6 separate regions of the Mus musculus genome follow, and regions 1, 2, 3, 5 and 6 are each linked to region 4. The links are chromatin contacts, called in public HiChIP or PLAC-seq and promoter capture Hi-C maps. All regions are on one chromosome and are shown on one strand. Each heading gives the region's core, a stretch centred on a gene start, on an enhancer-like site or on the middle of the called end of the contact. The rest is flanking DNA. Distances are from core to core; before and after follow the strand shown.

Region 1 (2,700 bases), core at 113-2,612, 470 kb after region 4:
TGGCCCTGCCCCCGTCCGGCCCCGCCCCCTCAGGTTGATGGCAGCAGCAGCTGGGACTGCAGCGGAGCCCGCAGCCGAGAGCCGCAGGCAGCGGCCGGAACACCCTGGCCCGGACGCACGGACGCCGCCTCCTCGGCCCTTCGCATACCCCGGCCCGCTCCGCAGAGGAGTCGCAGCGTGAGCACCCCCGCCCGGCTTAGGACCAGGTACCCCCCTCCCTGCCTCCGCCACCGCAGCCAACGGCGCGGGCGGGGTCTCTGGAGGGGGCAGAGGTCTGCGCCCCCCCCCCCCCCCGCCGCTAAATTCAGTTCGTCAGGGCGGACTTGGTGTCTATATTTGGCCGGACAGCGGCTGGCGAGGAGACACCTAGTCTCACAGGAACGCACTGCCGGGGCAGGAGGCTGGAGGAGGGGGCGAGTAGGCCGGCCTTCAGGCCTGGGGCTACAGAAGTGGTTTGAAGGGCACAAGGATGCCCGGGCAGGGGAGGGGCAGGAAGCAGTTGGCCTTTGGGAGAACCTGCTGTGTCCCCTTGGGAAAAGTAGCAAGCATTGCTAAGCTCCTAGCTCCAGAAGCCGAAGTCGTAGAACCAGAAAGAGGACCTCACCTCCTCCCTGGTTGCACATCTGGTCCTTGCAGGTGGGGTCGAGGGCCCCCACCCTCAAGAGAACGGACTAGCCAGCCCAGGCATCGCACCCAAGAGGCTGGACCAAAGTATGATATTTGTGTCAGATGACCATAGCCAGGACTCCCCCACCCCACCCCATCCGGAGAAATCAGTGCATGGGGAAATAGACAGAAGGAAGATCGCCCTACTCCCACATACCCCACACCACCGGAGGAATCTTTTAAAAAGAGTAGGAAGCAGGGCTAACAAAAGGACCTCTTCTCTTGGCCAAGCTGTAGAAAAAGACACACCGGCTTGAACTCAGCGATGTGAATATGGGATCTTGAGGGCTGCAGTCCTACCTAGCCTTGAGCTACGGTCCACTGACTAAAAGAGAAGGTGTTGGGTGGGGAGCCTTTCAGAGAGACAAACACTTGCAAAGAGGTCTCATACATGACTAGCAGCATGAGGGGACCCCCTGATATTCCTCCTCAAAACATTAGGTCTTGGAGGAAGTTTCAGCCCTGTGTCAGCCTCTGCTATCCCGGCTAGCCTGTGTGTCTAAGAAGCGGTGAGATTCCCCATCCTTGTCCCTCATATTAAACAACATGAGACAGATGTCAAAAACCAGCCTCCAACTTTGGTCACTTTGAAGATCCTGGCCAGATAATCCTACTCACTCACTCCTCCCTTCCACAGCTCGCAGGATTAAGGACCAACGTGCCTCTAGACTCTGATACTCCCTATCTTTGCCCCAGCCATGAGCCGGCGTGTTGTTCGGCAGAGCAAGTTCCGCCACGTGTTTGGTCAGGCAGCAAAGGCTGACCAGGCCTATGAGGACATCCGGGTATCCAAGGTCACATGGGACAGCGCCTTCTGTGCCGTCAACCCCAAATTTCTAGCCATTATTGTGGAGGCTGGAGGTGGAGGTGCCTTCATTGTCCTGCCTCTGGCCAAGGTGAGGGGTGAGGGGAAGAAAGCAATTGGGAGGGCACTGGCTAGGGTCTCTGGGATATATCCCACACTAGCCTTTTCTCACTGAAGTCCAGGCCTCCAGAAGGGCAGTCTGTGTGGACTGGGTACTCTGTCTTTGCCAAACCCACAAAGAATGGTGGAGAACAGCAACATCAGCGTGACCTGTGCGCCCGATCTCTAGGCCACAGAGCACTGTGTTCCTAGCAGAAACCAAGATGGGTGTTAGTGATGGAGATGGTTGGGATACAGCAGACCAAGGTCCAGTCAGACTCTAACCTTATCTTTACCTAGTGTCAGAGAAAGGCAGAGTCAGAGAGATGGAGAGAGACACACAGACACACACAGAAACAGAGAGAGACAGAGATACAGAGAGAGAGAGAGAGAGAGAGAGAGAGAGAGAGAGAGAGAGAGAGAGAGAGAGAGGTGTTCAGACTCTGATCCTGGGAGTGGGATGAAACTAAAAAGAGAAGTTACAATAGTCAGAGCCTTCCCTCCCCTGCACATGAGGGAAAGGGCCAGGCACTGACTGCCACCTTTGCAGACACGTAGCCATCTGTACCCCAGGAGAGATACCCCAAAGCATAACCTTGACCTAGATACTGAGCCCTATACCTTGCTAAAGAAGACCTCACAAGTGGTGGGGTCAGGACAGGCCTGACAATAGCCTATGACTCACGCTGGACAATGCAGACACCATCCAGAGACAGCATCCCAAGGGCTCACATTTCAGCCCGAGCCACCTCCTCCCCCAGTGTGACTGCCATGTCAATGGCATTTAGTCACCCTCTCTCCCAGACTATGTGCTTTGGGCCAATGCCAACCCCTGCAGAGTCTTCAGAGCTCCCACAACTTACTCATGAAGACAAAAAGAAAGACGAGTGCCAGCCCCTGGTAAGGGACACTCAGCACCAAGACTGCGTGCTGCCTATGACTCCAAGGTGAAACCAAGGGAGAGGTCTGCCCCAGGGGCTAAGCCACTGCCGTCAGAGTCACTCACTCAGACCTCTCTCTCCAGGGGCTTGCCAAAGGTCCTCCAACTTGGGGGACAGGTTCAAGCACATCCTCCTCACAGGGCATGTGGGTTCACGCCCATGAGCCCAGCACTGGGAAGACCGAGGCAA
Region 2 (2,700 bases), core at 25-2,524, 490 kb after region 4:
CCTTCCTATGGCCCCCTGGCTTCCTCCACGGTGAGAAGGTAGGCCCTAGCACCAAGAGGCAGGAGAGCGCCTTTCAGCACCTGGACAAGGCCCTCCGGAGCATCCCAATAGGGTCTTTCTCACTCCTGGCTCCGAAGCCAGGGCTGGCATCTGAAGCACCCATAGGCTCTGTCCACTCTAAACAAACAGAGACCTGGTTCACCAGGAAGTGAGAGGGCACTGGGTGGGGCTGGAATGCCCGAGGGTGCAACACAGCTTGTTCCCCGATCTTATGTGGGCCCCCTCCCCACGCAGGCCTTTCCCGTCCCTGCACATTCACGCGGGATGTCATGTCGCGTCTAGATCGAGTGGGGTGGACTCTCCCACCACATGGAGCCCAGACAGAACCGACAACCCCTCCCTAGAATCCCTTCAAGCCCCAACGGAGAAGAACACAGGGTCCTTCCACACCAGTCTCGGAGAGCCCGGAACACGTGTGGGCCACCGGTCCTGGAACCAGAGAAGCAGGCGGGGGCTGCTGCCATCACCCACTTCAGGTCAACGAGCACAAAAGCCGCAGCTGCAAACAAAGAAGCGCTGCAAACTAGCCGGGGAGGCGGGACAGGCGGCGCCGCGCCCCCTCCCCACGCCGCGCGGGCGTGCGGGGCCATGGTCCCCGACGGCGCTCCTACCTGGCCGGCGCGGACCTCCTTCTCCAGCTCCCGGTGGCGGTTGTGCCACACGAGGTAGTGCAGCGGGTACTTGCCCTCGGGCCCCTTCCTGGCGGAGGCGTTGGCGGGGATCATCGCCCGCTCCTCATGCCGGGGCCGCGGCGCCCGGCCCGCGGGGAGGGACGGCGCGGGAGCCCGGGCCCGGGGCCGCGGGGCGGACGGCCGGAGCTGTCTGCTCGCGGGGCTGCGGCTCGGGCATGTGCGAGCGGCGGCGGCGGCGGCGGGCGGGGGCGGCGCGCCCGGCGTGGTGCGGGCGGCGGGCGTCCTCGGGAGGCGGCGGCGGGAGGCGCGGAGCAGCCCCCACCCGCCCTGGGAGGGAGCGGGCACTCGGCGGCACGCGGCCTCGCGCCTCCCCTCCCACACCCCCGCACACAAAGACGCCTCTCGGCGGAGGGAGCAGGGACCCGCAGCTGGAGCGGGGGCGCTCGGGGCGCCGGCCCCGGGGTCGCCGCCGCCGCCGCCGCCGCAGGGACGCGCGCCCGCACCCTCCGGCTCCCCTAAGCCGCATAGCCCGGCCCTCAGCCCGAGCGGACGGTGAGGGACAAGCGAATGCGGGGAAGAGAGGAGGGGACCCGGGTGCGCCGTGCTGGGTTAGTTACAGCTTGGCCCCGCAGCATCATGGGGCTTGTAGTCCGCCTGGTAGAACCGTGCGTTTCGGATGACCAGAGATGGTCTGGAACTGATTTCCTGGAAGGGTGGACAGAGAGTCAAACCCGGCCGAAGCGGAGGCCTTACTTGGATGCCAAGTGGGTTGGGGGCGCCTCCACCCTTTGGCATTTTGCCTTTTGCAAGGAAATGGGGGAGGCTTTTAGGGCTGACCTGAAGCGTTGGGTCGGGGGTCTATGGCCTGCAGAAGTGAGCTTGGGTCCCAGGGAGGGTAAAGAGGCATCTAGATTCATAGTGACTAAAGAGTGACCCTAAGAGAGATGCAGGGCATCAGTACCAAGGGTCACTGAAGCAGCCAGGGGTCTGAGAATCGAAATATTTCTCAAATCTTTGCTCTCTCAGAAAATTAAACCCCAGCTTCCACACATCACGTTGGAAAAGAGAATGTCTAATGAGGCGAAGAAGACAGTCTTTCCCCTACATGGCTCAGCAAGAACCAGGATGAGGTTGAGCAAAGACAGCAGCAGGTGGCATTTCCCCACCTCCATCCCATGTGGGTCCCTGCCTAAGGAAAATGACTGAGTCCAGATTGCCTGCTTCCTGAAAGAGCAGAGAGACAAGCGCTTCCACAAGGAGCCCTTGCAGAGAGTGTGGTCAAAGTCAAATTGGCCTCTGTGGCGGCCACCTGCAAATGGTAAAAGGACCAAGATGCCTTGGGAGAGAAAATGTCAAGAGAGTTGTATTTAAATACCGTAACAATTGCTTGATCTTAAACAAATTGCTTATCCTTCAGAGTTTCTCGGCCCACTCACCTCTAAACTGGGATCAGATACTACCTCATGGGATGAGCTAAGGGTATGAACTGCCTGAAAACGGCCCCTCTCTCCTTCAACCAGCCTGAGACAGGTGGTAGGAGCGAACATGTTGCCTTCCTCGAGCCCACCTCAAGGCAGAAATAAGGAATTCCTGGCCAACCCGATTTAGAACAACAATCTAGAGAGTGTTTGTGTGGGAAGCGACAGCAAAAGCTTGCAAACTCCTTGCGCCCTTCTTGGGTTTCTTTGTGTGTTCTTCTCTCCTGCTTCCTGCACACCCAGTGGTGCCAGGCCCGGGAGGACTGAGTAGACTGCCTCGCCCCTTTCTGCAGCCTGGGAGGAGCCGGTAGGCGTCTCTGCAGCCCAGAGCCGCAGCCCACCTCCACCGCCAGGGGTCAGCAGAGTGTCGTGATTGCAGCCCGAGTTGAGGAGGGGGCTAGAGAAAGGAGGGGCAACTAGGAGAGGCCGCGAGAATGCCTGTACAATTCCTCATTAAATCGTTTTCAAAACCTTGTGTATGATTCCATTTGAGCTGTTCAGTTCCTGGGATGATGACATCTTCGGGGAAG
Region 3 (2,700 bases), core at 162-2,661, 330 kb before region 4:
AGACTTCCAGAGTGCTGGGATGACAGGCAGGTGCTACTGTGCCTAGTTTCTAGCTACTTTTTAAACTTTTTGTTCTGTTTTGGTTTTGAGGTGAGGTCTCCAATAGCCCAGGTTGACCTCAAACTATTATGTAGTTGAGGCTGGCCTCTGCCTCCCAAGTGCTGGGATTCCAGGTGTGTGCCAACATGCTGGGCTTAGCTGTTTTCTGTTCCACATATGTTGAACTTATTAGAGGAATCCATCCTGATAAATACAGCCTTTAGGTTATTTCATCAGTGAATGCAGGCAGTTGGTTTCCCAGTGCCCCGTTCTTTCCCTCTGCAGGAAAACTCAGCTTGAAAGCAATGAGGTCATTGGTAATATGTGTGTGACCTGTGTGCCCATCCTGGCTGGTGCCACAGCATTTGGAATGTGGCTGGGAATGAGGTTAAACTTAATCTTATGTTGCTCCTGATAAATCATGAATGCATACCTGAAATTCCATGGGGGAGTCTGTCTTTCTTCCTTCCTTCTTTCCCTCCTTCCATCTTTTTCCTCTCTTTCTTTCCCTTTTTTGATCTTGTTTAAAATTCCAGTCCTCAGTGACAGCGATGGAGAGAGTGCCCTGGATTCCTAACCTGACCTTACTCTGTAGAGGGACTGGGCTGCTTAAAGGCCCTGGACATTAAGAGTTGCTCCCTGATGGGTATTGCAAGGGAAGCCAGACATAAAAGTCCTCATCACTCTTTGCTTCTGACTCAGCCCAGCTCTGCCTGAAGAAAGGGAAGCCCCCCCAAAAGTAGGGGGAATGTTGGGCTTAATCCAAACACCAACCCAGAATCCAGACGAGCCTCACGGTGGTAGCTGAAAGGTTTCTTGTAGCACAGCAGGGTTGGCTGCCTCTGATCTGCTCCTCCTTTCTGGATTCTTCTGCAACGGCCAGGCTGTACCTTAGTGTCAACTCTGGCTGCTCACAGATGGCGTTCAGGATGGAGCTCAGCAGTAGGTGCTCTTAGTCGGTGAGACATCTCTCCGGCCCTCAAGGTTTTTAAAATTCACTCAATCCACCCTTGCTATCCTTCTGCAACCCTATCTGCTCCCTTGCCAAGAATCTAATGTGGCATTCTACCTGGGGTCAGGAGTAGGGGAAACCGAACCCGGTTGCCGGAGAGGGTCCGTGCAGCACAGCAAGTATGTTCCCTGTGACAACTGGAGCATTGCCCAGGGCGTGGCCAGGCTGCCCAGCTGGTCCTGTGTACAAGAATCTGCACGCTTCCTTCCTTGCTTGCTTCCTTCCTCTCAGGTCCTCCCTCACCATCTCACCTGGGGGCAGGTAATAAAGCAGGAGGAGGGAGATGGATGGACTGGGAGGGCGGGGAGCCGCGTGGTGCCATAAAGCCCAGCTAGAGAGGACCTGTCCAGAGAGTGTCCAGCCAGCAAGAGCCATCAGTCAGTGGACCAGCAGCCTTTTGGACCCAAATAGCTGAAGCTGTGAGACCAGGACATAGGCCATGCTCCGAGGCACGCCAGGACTAGGCCTCGGGGGCCTGAACCGGGCTGAGGATTTTGTGGAGGACTTGGGGCGCTCCTGCTCGGAGGCTGGCAGGAATTTTGGAGTGCTGAGGAGGAGCAGCTTGGACGAGGCAGAAGAGGCAGCTGGCAGAAAGCGCGAGCGGCCCACACGGTCCAAGGCTCGGCGCATGGCGGCTAACGTGCGGGAGCGCAAGCGCATCCTGGATTACAACGAGGCGTTCAACGCGCTCCGCCGGGCGCTGCAGCATGACCTCGGAGGCAAGAGGCTCTCCAAGATCGCTACGCTGCGCAGGGCCATCCACCGCATCACTGCTCTATCCTTGGTCCTGCGTGCCAGTCCGGCGCCCCGCTGGCCCTGCGGACACCTGGAGTGTCACGGCCAGGCTGCCCAAGGCTCGAGCACGGGGAATTCCAGCTTCAGTGTTCCGCGGTCAGCGCCGTCTCCTATAGCGCCTAGCCTAACGCGCAGGGACATCGCCAGCCCCTTAGTGCCGCCTACACCGCGCTGCGCTTCGTGTTCCCCGCACTCGCACTTGGGGCGGCCTAGGGTGATGGCCGAAGTGCCCAATTTGGCCCAAACCTCCGGGGGAAACTGGCGTCAATGTCCTGGGGCTCCCCCTGTTCGACCGGTTTCGTGGCGGTGGGGTTCTGGGCTGGGCTACCAGCACTCTTGATCGTGCCACCCAGAGGGAAGCCGGCTTGGCCCGAGTGACTGCAAAAGAGAAGATGGCAGAAGTCATCCTGGACAGAGCAAAATTGAATGGGGTTGTGACTTGCGTGGCAAAGGAGGATGTCTTACCATGGGAAGGAACTACCGGGCTCAGGGCAGCCTTCCCACATCCCAGCCTGGGGTGGTGAAAAAGAAGGGAGATTTTAGGTTTGGACTTGGTCAACCCCTTGTTCCTGGAAAGTGGCCTTTGCTTTCCTTTGCTTCTGAGCCCTCCTTTTCCCTTGCCGCCTTTGGAAAGTGGGACTTGTGGGACTGTGTGGGTAGGCAGCTGCTATGATCTGAGGGCATATGCTGTGGTCCTCTTCCCCGGTTTGGGCTGCTGCTGAACTGAGAGAAGCCCAGAAAATGATCAAATAAAAAGGAAACATGTCTTCTCCGTCTGCTATCAGGACTCCAATGAGTTCAGTGTCCTAGTATGACAGAAAAGCCTCAGAAACGGGGTATTATCTTGGAAGGAT
Region 4 (2,700 bases), core at 68-2,567:
AGTTACAGGCACGGAAGGGAGACAGCAGACACGTGTGTTCATTGAAAGGGAGGGGCCCAGTGAGGACCCTGGGACCCTGGGGTTCTCCGGGTCATGGAATGGCCAGGCCTGCCTAAGGTCAGCTCCCCCAGCCAGTCCGCTCCCCCACATCGCTAGGGCCGCTCCTTGCATTCCCGGCCCTGGAGCCTAGGTGGCACCAAAGCCTCGTACTGGTGATCCCTGCGGCCGGGAACCGCCCACACCTGCGGACAGTGAACCAACCAGCCCTTCCTGGTGCCAGCGCAGCCCAGCTGCGGCTTCTGATGTCTGGGCTCGAGCCCCTCTGGAACAAAGGGGCGCCGGGGCTTTCTCGCAGACACCGAACTCGCCATTACTACCTCTTTTCTAGCTCTCCCTCACTCGCTTGGCCGGATGAGAAGAGACAGGCTGGCCGGCCCGGGTCCTGACTTCTCTGCCTCAGACACAGTCCAAAATAAGTAACATATCTGCTCTTTAAAAAAAAAAAAAAAAAAGCTCCCGTAATTTTGGTGAAAAAAAGAATGTGATAACATTAAATTCATTTTTAAGCTGTGTGTGTGTGTGCGTGTGCGTGTGCGTGTGTGTGTGTGTGTGTGAACAAAACAATCTATATAGACTTGAAAACAGTGCTCCTGTCGAAATACTGAGCGGCTTGAAAGGCTGGTAGTTTGTCCAGTGCCCAACCCCACAGGCACAGGCGGGTCCGCGGACCAACACCGATGTTCTCTGCAAAATTTTCCTCCTGTGGCTAAGTAGCACTCTCAGATCCTCCCGGGGGTGCTTATTGTAGGCTGCTATCGGGATGGGGAGGTTCCCGACTAAGCTCGCATTCCACCTAGAGAACCCAGACAAAGTCAGGAGTCCTTGGAAAGACGGTCCGCAATCGGCTGTGGTCAAGAAAGAATGCTCTTAGGGAGTGACACGGAGCAGGACCTTAACGTAATTTAGGGCAGATTTGGTAAGGGCAGAAGTGAACCTCGTTTTGTACAGCATCCTCCAGCCACACTAGTCCAAAAGCAGAAGAGTCAGATCCTTCGCCCTGCCCTGCCCTGCCCGGCCCTGCGCCCTGGCTGCTGTATGTGCAGGAATGAGTGGGGGGCTCTGCCGCCCTCCCACCGGACAGGGAGCGTGGACCCCGCCCCTCCCCCCCCCCCCTCCAGCTGCGGTAGCAGAGAAACAAAGTTCTTCGGTCTCAAAGTGACGCAAAAATTCTTGCGGAGCTCTTTGGCGGCGGCTATCTAGAGATCAGACCATGTGAGGGGCCGCAAGTACAAATAGCGCGGCGGGCGGCGCCACTCCAGCGGCCGCGCCGGTGCCTCGAGGGCGCGAGGGTCGAGCCGCCTCCGCAGCCCGGGACCCGCCGCCGCGCCTCCCGCAGGTGGGTCGCTTTCCCTTTCTTCTTATTCTTTTTTTCTCTCTTTTTTTTCTTTTCTTTTTTGTCTCTAACCCACGCTTCTTTCTAGAAGCCCTCGGTCCCCGCGCTTGACTGCCTGGATTTCGGGTGCCTTTGTCTGCACCGCGCAGGGTCCTTTCGAGGGACCCGATGGAAACCCTGGAGACCCAGAGCTGGCCCAGCGCAGCCTCGCTTTTTGGCAAAAGTTGCTGTAGTTTCCAGCCGTGATTCCGTGCTTGGGCTTTACTTTTGAGACAAGGGCTGGTAGGTGGCTTTATGCAAAGACGCTGGCAGACACAAATGCCCAAATAACCAGAGAAACCTTTGAGAGACACTTAAGAGGGTCAAGCCTCTCTCTGTGCGCTCGAATGGTCTCACTGCGGAGCGCGAGCCGACTCAGACAGCTCACAGGCCATTCAGAATTTATGGAAGTACCAGTGGGCTGTGCTATACTAAAGTGTGTAACCAACAGTTGCTGGAGGCGGGGGTGTTTCTAAAAGGCTGGTTGGTGGCCCGAGATTTTTTTTTTTTCGCGTTTGTGTGTGTGTTGCATATTGAATTATTCTTTTTAGTTAAGAGTGCTCAAGAATTTGAAGGGTGTGTATGTATTTTTATGATCATTTTTTTTTGTCCAGAAAAAATGAACCAGGTCAATGGATTATTTATGGACCTGCTAGCTCTCATCGTAGTAAGGGGAGAAATCAAATATTTAATGTGTTTTCAGTTACATGGGAAACATGTCTGAGAAAACAACAACACTGGGGTTTGTTTAAAAGTAATAGAGAGCCAAGACAGCGTTGGAGGCTGTTGGATGGACATGGAGGGGGAAACAGCTCTGACTATGGCCCTTCACTTTTTCGTGGAGCTGTGGATAGCTTCCTTCTCCCACCCTGGTCCCCAGCGAGAGGTACTGCTCCAGAAAAGGCTGATGGGCGGGTTCTTCTGCAGTGCAGGCAATATCTTACTTGTTTTGGGCAGCTGTGAGGCTTGAATCCAGGGTCTTTTGTACCCGGAGCAGACATCGTACCACTAAGCTACATGAAAAGTAGGGACCTAGCCTGGCAGTTAATCTCTGAAATCTCCTGGGTTGGAGCCTTGTAGAGACTTTGCATGGTAAGAAGAGAGAAAGAAAGACTGACTCTGCCCTGTGTGCTAAGGCATACTTGTACTGTTCAGGCGTTCAAGGTTGTCTTCAGCTTCTTAGCTAAGTCAAGGCTAGCTTACACAAGACCCATTTCCAAAGCAAAACAAAGCCGACCACCCCCAAGCAGCTTGTTCATTTGGGTATG
Region 5 (2,700 bases), core at 34-2,533, 360 kb after region 4:
TAATGGAGGGAGGTCCCTGAAAATGACACACAGGGTTGCCCTCTGCCTCCACATGTATATCATACATGTACACACACACAAACATATGCATAATATTTTTAAAGAATTTTGAGCCAAGAGAGATAGCTCAGTGGTTAAGAACACTTGCTGCTTTTGCAGAGACCTGAATTTAGTTCCCAAAACCCATGTTAGGCAGCTCACAACCAAGTGTAACTCCAGCTCCAGGGGATCTGATACCCTGTTTTAGATTCCATGCTCACCTATATACACAACACACACATAAAGAAAAATAAGTCTTAAATTAAAAACTCTTGAATCAGTCTGATCAAAATGATTGTAAAATTTTCTGTCCCCTGTAAAAGCCCACATATGCTTTTTAATAAAACAAACACTTAAAATTCTGGAAAAAAAAAAAAAACTGAAGGGATCCATCTACCTCTAGCAGATGAGTGCTGGGACTAGAGGTGTGCTCCACCACATCTGGCTTTTTTTTTTTTTCAGTAGTGTGTGTATGTGTTTATACGCATGCATGTAGGTGCCCTTAGAAGTCAGAAAAGATGTTGGATCCCTTGGAGCTGGAATACAAGTGTCTTGTAGCCAGTAATGTGGGTGCTGAGAATTGAACTCTGATCCTTTGTGGAAGCAGTAAGAGAGCTTAACCATTGAGCCATCTCCAACCCAAGTTTACTTTTAAAAATGATTCCACTATGAAAACCTCTACTCAGAAGTCTGGAACTTAGATATTTAAGTCATTTCTTAGTTTGCTAATGAGGGTTTTTGTTGTTGTTCTTCTTTTAGCTTTTTATCCTTGAACTAAAATATGTATATTTCTTTTCTTGATTGGGTGTATGGATTTGAATTACTGACTTTACATCAATGATCTCTAAAAGTTCAAGGTCTACAGTAGTGAAGCATATTGAAATTATCCAACATATAATATTGACTTTCATGACCTTGGTTTTTTTTCCCAGGGGGAGGTGGCTGTTTTCAGGTGTGTTTTTTGTTTTTGTTTTTTAAGACTTATTTATTTTATGTATGTGACTACACTGTAGCTGTCTTCAGACACACCAGAAAAGGTCATTAGATCTCATTACAGATGGATGTGAGCCACCATGTGGTTGCTTGGAATTGAACTCAGGACCTCTGGAAGAGCAGTTAGTGTTCCTAACCACTGAGCCATCTCTCCAGCCCCATGTTTTCTGGTTTTGAGACAGGGCTTTGCTGTGTAGCTCAAGCTGCCTAGAACTCATGATCCTCCTGCCAACATTTGCTCTTGTAATTTGGTGATGTTGAGTTTTTTTTGTTTTGTTTGTTTTAACTTTTCAGTTCCTCTTTCTGGTTGTCCAGCTGTTTTCATATGTTCTTTTCCAGGCTTAAGTTTTCATCGTAAATACCTTGAATGCTTGTTAAAACACAAATTGCTGGTTTCTGAACTTGTAGGCTAGAGAGTTGCTCTTCTAACAAGTTCCTAAATGATGCTCATGACGTTAGTGTATGCCACCCTTTGGCAGCCACTACGTTATATTTTTCAGAGGCAGATTTGGAAAAGCATTTGATGTAGTAAGTAATTAGAAAAAAAAAATAGTGACGTAATTTGGACAGAAATACATGGCTTGTTTCTGGTAGAAAGGAAACCTAGAACAGCATTTGCTGTTGCTGATCCAAACTCTATGAAGCTACATGTGCATAAAAGCTTTGATGTGGGGCTGGAGAGATGGCTCAGTGGCTAAGAGCATTGACTGCTCTTCCAGAGGTCCTGAGTTCAATTCCTAGCAACCACATGGTGGCTCACAACCATCTGTAATGAGATCCGATGCCCTCTTCTGGTGTGTCTGAAGACAGCTACATTGTACTCGTGTACATAAATAAATAACTCTTAAAAAAATAAAAAAAGAAGATACCTTTTTAAAAAAAGCTTTGATGTATGTACATGTTTGTGATCATATGTGCATGTGTCTGCTCATAGGTGTGCATGTATGCATGTGTATACATGTGTCACAGCACAGATATGGAGGTCAGATGATAAGCTTCGGGAATTGGTTCTCTTCTTCCACCTTGTTGAGTCAGGGTATGACTTGTTTCTGTCTGGCTACATACACCAGGCTGACTAGCCTTTGAGCTTTCAGGAGTTAGCTCTTATCTCCCATCTTGCTTTAGAAGGTGCTGGAATTACAGATGTGTGCCACCACGTCTGTCTTTTCACATGGATTCCAAAGATTGAAGTCAAGTTGTCAGTCTTAGTACACTGGGACAGCTCAACAGTCCCCAGCCTATTCAGTGTGACTATATTAATATCAACATTAATACTATGTTAATAATTACAGATTTTTCGCTGCACTGTTACCCTGATGACACAGTTTTGAGTGCTATGTATATTACCTCATTCTCCTTAAAAACCTTACTCCAGATTTTTTAATGCTGTGCTGGGGACTAAATTCTAATTGCACATCTCTGTCAAGCATTCTATAACTAATAAAACACTCTCCTAGTACCATGATACATTTTTTACTGATTTAAACTGCTAGATGTTAAGTATTAAATTTATAGATTCTTGAGGCCTGTGTTTTACAGTTTTATTCTTATTTTTAAATATGTGTATGTGTGTGGACATGTGTGTGGATATGTAAGTTTTAGATTCCCCCTGAAGTTGGAGTTACAGATGGCTGTAAACCATCAAACATGGATGCTGGAAATCAAACC
Region 6 (2,700 bases), core at 192-2,691, 410 kb after region 4:
CAAAGGTTTAGTCCATTATTATCATATCATGGCAGGGAACATGTCAGCATGCAGGCAGACATGGTACTAGAGAAGAAGCAAAGAATTCTACATCCAGATCCACAGGCAGCAGGAAGAGAGAGCCATTGGGCCTGGTTTGAGCTCTTGAAACCTTAAAGGCCACCCAGTAAAACACTTCCTCCAACAAGACCACATCTACTCCAACAAGGGCACACATCCTAATTCTCCTCAAGTAGTGACACAAGTATCGTCATCTCAGAAGCCTGAGAGTGTCATACTCATCCAAACCACCACATGTACATGTTTATGAAAATGGTTAACATAGATGTATGAAGGTATCACAGTGAAGCCCATTATCTACAGTGAATACATGGTAATGAAATTTTTAAGTTAAAAAACAATTCATGACAACCTGAGGAGATGGCTCAGGGTAAAGTGTTTGCTATGTAAGATCAAGTACCTGAGTTCAGTTCCTAGCGTTGGTGGAAAATCTAGGTACAGCAGTGTGAGCCTATAATCCCAGGGGTAAGGAAGTGGAGACACGCCAGGCAGTGGTGGTGCACGCCTTTAATCCCAGCACTTGGGAGGCAGAGGCAGGCAGATTTCTGAGTTCGAGGCCACCCTGGTCTACAGAGTGAGTTCCAGGACACCCAGGGCTGTACAGAGAAACCCTGTCTCAAAAAAAAAAAAACAAAAAACAAAAAAAACAAACAACAAACAACAACAACAACAACAAATGAAGTGGAGCCAGGGTAATCCCTGGACTTTCTGTGAGCAGCCAAGGAGCTCGCCTAGCCAAATCTGTGAGAACCTGTCTCTAAGGTGACGAGCAATTGAGAAAGACACCCAAGATGACCTCTGGCCTCCAAATGTACCCCATAAAAATATGAACACATGTACACACACATAGACACAAAAATCAAGGCATAAAACTAGGAAATAAGTTTTGACCATGATCTTCAGAGGCAGTGACACTTGGTAAAAATCTTTGACTATTTCTAATTTACTCTTATTCTTTACTTTTCTCTTATTGTTGGGTACTAATGATAAAATTAAGCAAATGGAAACATAGCTCTGGGGTAATGTTTTTTTCTCCTGCCAATCTAGTCTTTCCATCAGTAATGCTCTACTTTGATAATCCAAGGGCTCACGCCTTTCTTGGTAATATACCACTGGTCTTGGGTTCAAAACTCACATGTACCTTGCTTCCTGTAATTAAAGATATCTCAGACCGACTCCAGATCATTGTGGTTATTATTGGAAGGAGCTGGGTCTATATCCTTAAGGCATTAGGGTTTTCTGTTGTATTTCCCTACTGTTTCTGAAGAACCTTTGAGAAGCCTGTGGAATGTGGCTGCTAAGCAGATCTTTACACTCTGAGATAATAAGCCTCAGGAAATCCTGCCAGATGTCTCAAACCATGACTTCCTGGTTTAGGACTAAAATGGAATTGTGCAATAGCGAGGGGCGTGGCCCAGGCCTAGGGAAATTTATACACACTCGTACACACATGCACATGCACGCACAAAGCCCTGGGTTTGGAGGAAGGGGTATAGATGACAATGATTGTCCTTCCGATTTGGAGTTGGGGGCAGGGAAATCCTAGTATCTCTAGAAAGTATCTTCCAAAATCTTGGTTTACTCTAGTTTGTACATAGAAGTAGTCTTGCTTTGCTCTGTGTTACTGCAATAAAACACTGACCAAAATGAACTTGGTGAGATAGCTAAGTGGGTATGTGAGCCTGCTGTCAACCCCAACAACCTGGGTTCAGTTCCCCAGCACCCACATAGTGGAACAAACCAACTCAAGTTGTCTTCTTCTAGCCTCCAGCATGCTACCCCATGTACACAAAATAAAATTAAAAATTTTTTTCAAGTTTGGGAGGAAAGAGTTCAGCTCACAGGTTATAGACCAACATCATGGGGAGCCAGGGCAGGAACCTCGAGTCAGGGATTAAAGCGGAGGATGCTGACGGGCTTGCTCCCAGGCTCACATGTATAAATAAGGTAGTTCTTATACAGCTCAGGCCCACTTGCCTAGGGATGGCACTGCCCACCATAAGCTGCCTCCTCCATCAATTAGCAATCAAAAGAAAATGCCCCATAGACAAGCTGACAGGCCGTCCAATCAAGAGCATCGTCCTTTAGTTGAGCTTCCTTGCCCTTTTCCCAGGAATGACAAGTTAGGAGGGGAAAAGACAAAAGTCAGCTTGGGAAATGTGTTGTGAACATGTATACCAGTTACAGCATTTAATTATATGCTCTGACTTTACAGAGGCTTGGCAACCACTTTTAGGAAGCTTTCTCTTGCAGTAGCTTCTAGTGTTTTTCATAAGTAACAGCCCTTTTAGTAAGGAAATACTCATTTTTTGAGAATGGTGGCATGCTCCAGTAATCCCATCATTCCAGAGGCAGAGGCAGGAGAATTGCCAAGAAGGTGAGGCCAGCCTGGTCTACGTAGTAAGTTCAGGACATCCAGTCTTATATATAAGACTATCTCAAGGACGAGGAAGTAGGGAAAATACCTACCTTTCCACATTCAATGGAAGTTTCTAACCTCTGGTTTGGATTTTTACCTATGTGGACCTATATTGTCAAGTATTTTTGCCATTTGACACCTGGCTATTTAAATAAGTAAAGACTAAAATGATATGTAAAAAAAATAAATTCTCATCATAACTAGTCAAATTTCATTTACTT

The links. Promoter capture Hi-C pulls out the DNA fragments that hold promoters and counts their contacts. HiChIP or PLAC-seq counts read pairs in DNA pulled down with a chosen protein or histone mark.
Region 1: an HNF4G HiChIP or PLAC-seq map of pancreatic cancer cells shows a contact between it and region 4. The contact joins the promoter of Coro6 here to the promoter of Slc6a4 in region 4. A contact is called at or near these places in 6 of 39 promoter capture datasets (the C10 cell line, embryonic stem cells, liver and 2 more), 1 of 15 datasets of contacts at CTCF or cohesin (pro-B cells), 22 of 484 Hi-C or Micro-C datasets (B cells, the G1E-ER4 cell line, cardiomyocytes and 9 more), 10 of 115 datasets of contacts at active chromatin or transcription factors (cardiomyocytes, craniofacial prominence, embryonic forebrain and 6 more) and 2 of 9 other capture datasets (adipose tissue and macrophages).
Region 2: a promoter capture Hi-C map of second pharyngeal arch cranial neural crest shows a contact between it and region 4. The contact joins the promoter of Ankrd13b here to the promoter of Slc6a4 in region 4. A contact is called at or near these places in 17 of 39 promoter capture datasets (the 3T3-L1 cell line, 3T3-L1-derived adipocytes, the C10 cell line and 11 more), 1 of 15 datasets of contacts at CTCF or cohesin (large pre-B cells), 6 of 484 Hi-C or Micro-C datasets (the G1E-ER4 cell line, cortical neurons, embryonic stem cells and 2 more), 15 of 115 datasets of contacts at active chromatin or transcription factors (the 230-238 cell line, astrocytes, bone marrow-derived macrophages and 10 more) and 1 of 9 other capture datasets (liver).
Region 3: a contact with region 4 is called in a promoter capture Hi-C map of the SN4741 cell line, with 4 times the contacts expected there. The contact joins the promoter of Bhlha9 here to the promoter of Slc6a4 in region 4. A contact is called at or near these places in 12 of 39 promoter capture datasets (the 3T3-L1 cell line, 3T3-L1-derived adipocytes, the C10 cell line and 8 more), 3 of 484 Hi-C or Micro-C datasets (all in embryonic stem cells) and 1 of 115 datasets of contacts at active chromatin or transcription factors (stem cell-derived neural progenitor cells).
Region 5: a contact with region 4 is called in an H3K4me3 HiChIP or PLAC-seq map of bone marrow-derived macrophages, with 5 times the contacts expected there. The contact joins the enhancer-like site here to the promoter of Slc6a4 in region 4. A contact is called at or near these places in 3 of 39 promoter capture datasets (cranial neural crest, embryonic stem cells and hippocampal neurons), 1 of 484 Hi-C or Micro-C datasets (bone marrow-derived macrophages), 9 of 115 datasets of contacts at active chromatin or transcription factors (bone marrow-derived macrophages, craniofacial prominence, embryonic limb bud and 4 more) and 2 of 9 other capture datasets (adipose tissue and macrophages).
Region 6: an H3K4me3 HiChIP or PLAC-seq map of bone marrow-derived macrophages shows a contact between it and region 4, with 3 times the contacts expected there. The contact joins the enhancer-like site here to the promoter of Slc6a4 in region 4. A contact is called at or near these places in 12 of 39 promoter capture datasets (cranial neural crest, embryonic stem cells, frontonasal cranial neural crest and 6 more), 3 of 115 datasets of contacts at active chromatin or transcription factors (bone marrow-derived macrophages and embryonic stem cells) and 2 of 9 other capture datasets (adipose tissue and embryonic stem cells).

Annotation. Positions count from the first base shown.
Region 1 is chr11:77,462,549-77,465,248 of GRCm38.p6, forward strand. It overlaps Coro6 (coronin 6), which reads left to right and starts at 1,363. Exons shown (of 10, transcript NM_139128.2): 1 at 1,363-1,562. The coding sequence starts at 1,365.
Region 2 is chr11:77,488,768-77,491,467 of GRCm38.p6, forward strand. Ankrd13b (ankyrin repeat domain 13b) reads right to left here and starts at 1,275. Exons shown (of 15, transcript NM_001373882.1): 1 at 672-1,275. The coding sequence starts at 785.
Region 3 is chr11:76,671,059-76,673,758 of GRCm38.p6, forward strand. It overlaps Bhlha9 (basic helix-loop-helix family, member a9), which reads left to right and starts at 1,412. Exons shown (of 1, transcript NM_177182.4): 1 at 1,412-2,618. The coding sequence starts at 1,491. The coding sequence ends at 2,186.
Region 4 is chr11:76,997,280-76,999,979 of GRCm38.p6, forward strand. Slc6a4 (solute carrier family 6 (neurotransmitter transporter, serotonin), member 4) reads left to right here and starts at 1,318. Exons shown (of 14, transcript NM_010484.2): 1 at 1,318-1,396. RefSeq lists promoters at 1-1,368, 790-1,368, 1,024-1,368 and cis regulatory regions at 1-312, 790-1,240, 790-1,023, 1,217-1,224.
Region 5 is chr11:77,353,913-77,356,612 of GRCm38.p6, forward strand. The region is part of intron 2 of Ssh2 (slingshot protein phosphatase 2); the gene reads left to right. Among named protein-coding and RNA genes, the nearest start is that of Coro6, 110 kb to the right of the region's middle. Within about 2 kb of position 1,284, at least 17 of the 459 cell types and tissues checked have an H3K27ac peak or open chromatin away from gene starts, as enhancers often do. A contact at or near this core is called in adipose tissue and bone marrow-derived macrophages, where this site is marked.
Region 6 is chr11:77,408,655-77,411,354 of GRCm38.p6, forward strand. The region is part of intron 5 of Ssh2 (slingshot protein phosphatase 2); the gene reads left to right. Among named protein-coding and RNA genes, the nearest start is that of Coro6, 54 kb to the right of the region's middle. Within about 2 kb of position 1,442, at least 59 of the 459 cell types and tissues checked have an H3K27ac peak or open chromatin away from gene starts, as enhancers often do. A contact at or near this core is called in adipose tissue and bone marrow-derived macrophages, where this site is marked.